2 separate regions of the Acanthopagrus latus genome follow, and region 2 is linked to region 1. Evidence: chromatin contacts called from public Hi-C data. All regions are on one chromosome and are shown on one strand. The core of a region is the stretch at or near the end of the contact, and the rest is flanking DNA. Distances in the headings are between cores, read along the strand shown. Region 1 holds the start of si:dkeyp-67f1.2 (protein FAM3C). Region 2 holds the start of ca16b (receptor-type tyrosine-protein phosphatase gamma).

Region 1 (3,196 bases), core at 418-2,917:
TGAATTTTGATTGTAAATTGGAGTAACTGTGAGTATGTCAGTATGATTGTGCGCCGTCTACCTTAATAACAAACAGTCCTATTAATTTCCTGATGCATTTTTAGGCCTGTCACCATGGACGAAGGTTAGACCTGTGCATTGCATCTCTCACAAAAAGTGAAATGGGATGAGTGAAATCAAAGCTTAAGAGCGACAGAGCAAATCTGTATGTCGTATCTGTGAGGCGATAAAGATATCAGTTTCTTTTATTGCCATTTTAAGAGCTAGGGAACTTGATTCTGGAGAGATAGTTGATTGCCAGGTCTCATTCCGAGGTCATCAAATATCAATGCTATGGGTTCAAACTTTGGGCTGAATACTGAGGCAAAGCATTGATATTTGATGACCTGGGAGTGAGTCTCAGCAATCCACTACTTTTTTTCCCAGAAAGGACTTCCTTAACTTTCATGAGTTCTAAAGATATGTTAATGATAACTGGGATAATATAGTGAATTGCATAATTTGGGCCAGGATAATTGTGACAAGAAATTATCATATTGTCCAATGCTGATTCTTTGAACAACACTGCGATATTTGTCGATATGAGGATAAATGTGCAGTGTTACAATTTTGATTTGATTCAGTTCAATGATGATACAAATATTCTATATTCTTCTTATAAAATATTCCAACTCTAACTTTACAACTTGTAGGTTGATCAATTTTCAGAAAAATGTGTATTGTAATTGTAGAGTAAGACACTTTTTTTTTTATAATATCTTACTACTAGACGACAGCAATGAAGTCTGTTTATAGCCTGACATTACCTTTACACTTCAAACAATTTCATTTACGCTTTGAATCACATCAATGATGTTCATCTGTGAAGATCATCTCGCTGAACAAAACATGCAAGTATCATACATTTACGTCTGTCACAGAGAATATTAGATAATTTTCCAAAATCCAATTCAACAATCCAATTAGCTGTTTAGAGAGGTACCAGTGTATCGGGTCAATGCCAACTTCCGGGTTGGCCTACAAAAATACATCATCTGCCCAGTTAATCAAATCAATAACAGAAGAGGCCACCACCACTTCCTGTTGTGCTTTTGGTCATAAAGGAAAATAACACAGAGATAAGTGTTCTTAATTGTAACTAGCTAAGTTTAAACTGACTCCACAGACACACATGAGACGTGGAGGAGAGAAATGTTTTACTAGTCACCATTAGCTAAATTATCAAAAATTAGCTTAGCGGCTAGCAAAGTTTTCCTCTACTCAGGGCTCAGGGCATGACATAAAAGGTTAGCTAGCTACACATATAATTTGTACTGGTTTAAGTCACTGCATCTCCCACCAGAACAACATGGTTGAATTACAGTCTGCATGAAGTTTTTTCAGCTTAACATTGTCAAAGCTAATGTTGCTGTTGTGAGAGTGAAGAGTTAGCGGACTGTCTGTGGACTCCTCTTTTCTCCGAAAATCAGAAAAATTACACACAGCTGATTTATTCACGAGAGGAGGGAAAATATCTTGCCTGCTTGCAATTATCTGTGTGGCGCCCTCACAGTTTAAGCATCTGGGAAACAGGTGTGCTTAGATAGCGTCACGCCTGGCCAGGATTTCAAAGTAAAAGCATGATGTAAAGATGATGATAGGCATGAAGTTTCCACGTTGCATCAGGCATCAGCACACTGCACACTTCATGGGAGGAGGATGGCCTCAATTAAAAAAAAAAAGTATACATATTTTCCCATGGAAAGGCATAATTATGAGATAAAAAGCTGACATTATTAGAAAAAAAGACATAATAAGATAAATGATGTTAATGAATAAATGGTAATTATCTTTTCCTCTCATAATTATGACTTTATATAATAATAATGATTTTCTATCTCATAATTATGATCTTATCAATACAAACTTTAATTTCATAGTACTGACCTTTTATCTCATTATTATGACTTTTTATCTCATGATGATTATGATTTTATTTCATAACATTGACCTTTTATTTGATAATTATGACATATTATCTCAATATTGACCTGATCAAGCTCAGTTTTCTTTTTTTTTTTTTTCACCAACTGGCAGAAATGGGCTTCCACAAGTCTCTGTCCTGCTTTATCTCTCAATTAATGTTAATCCATGTATCGCTGCATCCAGCAAGTTAGTTATCTTAGAGACCATCCCACAAAGTAAAATTTATAACTCGAACTCCACGCTGCATCGATGGTATTATATCAATTATCATTAAATAGAAAAAAGAAACTAGAACTGAAACAGAGTCAGAGGAGAAATCATTTCACAGACCAGGTCGAGACAGAGTGTAAGAATCACAGTGAAGAGGACATAAGTGGGCCAACATAGTCTGTGGTGTTTTTGTCAAGATGTAAGGCATTAAAGACCATGTAGACAACGCTGTATGCACATGAAGCCCTTACCAACATTTAAAGGAGACATATCATGCTACAGGTCTTGAAGGTTAAAAAGTCCAAAGTTGATGCCAACAAAAGCTCCTCTCTCCTACAGAAAACACTGCCCCTGAAACACCTTCAGTAGTCATTGTGACATCACACTACATCATCATGTCACACGTTAGCATTATTGATGTCCATATCCACGATAGAAGTGGAGCAAATTGCAAGATGAAAACGCGGCAGAGCCACCCGGAGACGCGTTTAGCGTCGCTGGCTCCAGCATGTGTGAGCTGACCAATCAGAGCAGACTCCTGGGTTTTCAGGAGTGAAGCCTTAAAGACAAAGGAGCTAAAACAGAGCGTTTCAAACAGAGGGAGAATACAGTTCTGCTGTATGAGAGCATTAAAGCATGCAAGCAAGTATTAGTAACCCAAAATAAAATCATGAACCAGAAGAATTAGCATACTATGCCTCCTTTGAAACAGAGGTCAGGCCCTTGTGTCAGCAGACGTCTGCCCTGTCAATGTTTGAACAGCTGAGTTTGAGTTTTCACCTGCCTGGAGTGGCCATAATGACCTGATATTATGACTGTTATTATTTATGGTGGTCAGATCATTATAAAGACATTATTATAATTTGATCATCAAGAAAGAATTGAGTGGCTGGTCTGCACAGCCATATCTTGACAAACGAACCGCGCATACACAGACACTGACAAATTACTGGGATAACCAGAGGAAAAAATGTCTTAAATAGCTGGAAGGCTCCCAAAGGTCTCCACATCAGCTTCTGCG
Region 2 (3,196 bases), core at 451-2,950, 140 kb after region 1:
TAGAGCCATTTCATGTTTTTTATGAGTCGTTTTTGATTTGTGTTTTAAAACAAGTCCCCATCTACTTCAGTTGTTGAGGAGAATGTTAACGATGTTTTCTGCTGTATAGCTCAGAAATGTTTCATGAACCAAGATACTTTGCCTATTTTTCTATCAGCATGGGAGTGAGTAGGCTAGATAATGACTTAATTTCCATTTTGAGGTGAACTGGTCCTTTAAACTGGATGTGGATTAGAGTGTCTAAATCACACGTGTATTAGTTGTAAATTGGACCAGATTTGAAATCAGACTTTCCGGCACTGAGCACAGAAAATTTACACTTTCAGTGATACATGTGAAAAACAGCCTTCTGGTGTCAATCATTGCACATACATCAATCTGTACAGTGACGATCAGATATTCGACTGTATGAACAAGAAGAAAAAGATGTTTTTGACTGAGGGGGGACTTTATGAATTGATCATCTAAATGGATTTAATGTTGAATGACATGTGTCTGGTTCATATGATAGTCCACGCACTAACTGAATAAATAGTAAGTAAAGCTTAAGTCAAGATCATTCTGTCAACATCAACTGGATTCTTCATCACTAACATGACTTACATACTGTGATGTTTGATTGGTTTGGTGCACATAAGGGTGATTGGGCCATGTCTATTGCAGGACATATATTTGGGTTAGTGTGCATAATTCATGTAAAAGGGGGCCAAGACAGAAAACAAAGCTGGAAAGAGTTCAGTAACTTCTGTTCGGGTTAATTGCACTTGATCAGTCAGAATACAGTCAGGTCTGGAGCATTGTCAGCCACGGCGGTGTTTTGCAGTGCGTACGGAGGTAGTGCAGCCTGGAGGACCGTGCGAGGATGCCCACGAGGCTGTGGGGGCTTTGAAAAGGTAGGCATTTTGGAGAGGAAGCAGATGGCCCACATTAAAAGCAAAGGGCCCTTGTGACTATCTTCAATGGCCCTGCAGAGAACTGGGTAATTAAATGAGAAATTTAATCAGATTCCTCAAATTAAATGTCCAGCTGGATAGTTCGGCGAGAAACACCACTGACTACACATTTACCTAGGGGAGTGTCACCGGTGGATGCATAATTCTCCGATCAGTACACACTCATAACATGATGATATTCCTGGTGATGATTACTGCTAAAGTATTCCATTCACAGTTCTGCCAGCAGGAGGCAAAGGGACTTCACTGTGTGGCCACGGGAGGGTCATTTTAATAATGGGGCCTGGGAGGAAGCAACAAAACAAGTGAGATGACAGGATGGGGCTGTGGAATCAGTGGATTTCAGCAAGGGAGACTGTTTTTCTCATCTTTCTGAACAAGGCTTCAATCCCACTGTGGACTCAGCTCAGATGCGATTCTAACGGCGTTTTTCATCATTTGATGCAACACGTTTGATGCAACATTTGAAAAAAAAAAAACAAAAAAAACAAAAAACAAAAAACAAAACACGAGGCAGCAGAATCCAAGTCCGGACGTCGTGACGCGACGATGTGACATGAGCCACTGATTTTTTTTTTTTTTCTGGAGTCTTCCTCACTGGTAGCACGGGTGGACAGACAGCGAAGCCTGTGGGTCCGTTCCGAGTCATTTTGCATTCAGCAAATCCCAAGAACCGCCTCCCCTCTCCTCCCCTCCCCTCCCCCCCTCCTCCTCCTCCCTCCTCCCCCCCATCCGCTTGCTCCCGCCCCGCGCTGGCTCCCTCTCACACGCACGCAGCCTGTCCGGTAGGATGGGACCAGCAAGCCAGATCTCCATGCACGCCTGACCGCTAGTTTTTCTACTTCCTGGATGGAAGAATGGGACATTTTTTCCCCTTTCTTCCCAGCGCCACTTTCTCTCTCTCTCCCGCTACGTTGCGCGCTGCCCCTCCGTCACGCCGACGCCGCGGATAATCACTTAATAACCACCACGTGTAATCAATGATATTCGACCACTTTTCCTTGTAAGTTGAAGACAGCGATCGATCGCCGATTGACCCCCCCCCCTTCCTCCTCCTCCTCCTCCGTCTTCTTCTTCTTCCACACTTCGGGAATGTCGCTGTCTGGAAGCCCCGCTACAGGCACGGCGGAGTCACACAGATTTCCAACTGTTTTCTCACAGCTGTGGCGTGCGCAGCGTTTTATTCCTCGGAGCTGAAAGAGCAGAAAGCACCCCACCAACACCACCACCACCACCATCAGCTCTGCTCGTACCGGAGGCGAGGAAATGAGTCTTTTTAAACGGCAGTGACTGTGTCGCCTGCACCGACCACCACCACCAGCCGTACTTTGATGCTCCCCTGCCTTCGTGGCCGCCGTGCCAACTTTGCTCTCTAACAGCTTCTTCGGTCGTGTTGTGTGCGATTTTCTAAAGAGGAGGAAAAACAAGAAAGAAGAAGAAGGAAGGAGAAGAAAAAAACAACAACACAAGACTGAAAAACTTTGTCACCCGTTGCCTTTGTTTTCTCGTGTAACTCTCGATGAGTGGTCTAACATGCGGAGAATACGGGGACCGAGTTGCTGGTGGATTTTATCCTTAATGTTTTTAACCTTGCCCAAACACAAAGACTGTCACCCCGGTGAGTACTTCAACGCAACACGGGGTTAGCTTACCGTTGGTGTGTGTTAGCCCCCCTGAACTCCTCCAGAGTGTCCACAGTGTTGAATTAGTATTTTATAACCGGGGGGGAATAGAGACTTTCTGCTGTCGAAACAGGAGGTTTTGTTTATTTTAATTAAACAGAAGCGACGTTCAGCCCGGGTTCTTCTAACGGTAACAGGGCCGAGCCGGGTTGCGTTACCGCTCAGACGTTTAGCCTCCCTGATTTGTGTGTGCGTGTTATTGATTAGGCAGCGGGACTATGGCGCAAACTGCCCCCCTCCCTCTCTCCCCACCTCCCTGCTTTTTAACGTCAAGCTGGACATTTATTCAGCCCTGTAACTCTTGTTTGACCCCGACGACGTGTAACACACTCTCTCTCACACACACACTCATTTATTGTCTCAAAATCCATCAATCTCAGGAAATGAAGGCACCACACATTCGTGTACGTTCTGAACCGTTGGTCGACTTAGTATTCACTTTGCCTCCTGAATCACCAGGGTTGTTCGTTAGACACGTAGTTTTCTGTTCTTGTGCTCAGAAGTTTTTTTTTTCTTTCTTATTTTTTATTCCAGTTTATAGGTGTGTAGTCCAGGTTCGTG

What was found. A called contact is a pair of places that touch in the nucleus more often than the background predicts.
Region 2: a Hi-C map of muscle shows a contact between it and region 1, with 1.7 times the contacts expected there. The contact joins the promoter of ca16b here to the promoter of si:dkeyp-67f1.2 in region 1. A contact is called at or near these places in 2 of 4 Hi-C or Micro-C datasets (both in muscle).

The regions. Positions count from the first base shown.
Region 1 is chr6:15,187,939-15,191,134 of fAcaLat1.1, forward strand. si:dkeyp-67f1.2 (protein FAM3C) reads right to left here and starts at 1,668. Exons shown (of 11, transcript XM_037100786.1): 1 at 1,520-1,668.
Region 2 is chr6:15,324,645-15,327,840 of fAcaLat1.1, forward strand. It overlaps ca16b (receptor-type tyrosine-protein phosphatase gamma), which reads left to right and starts at 1,701. Exons shown (of 29, transcript XM_037100566.1): 1 at 1,701-2,571. The coding sequence starts at 2,487. It overlaps LOC119020861 (a long non-coding RNA gene), which reads right to left. Exons shown (of 3, transcript XR_005075428.1): 1 at 2,606-3,196.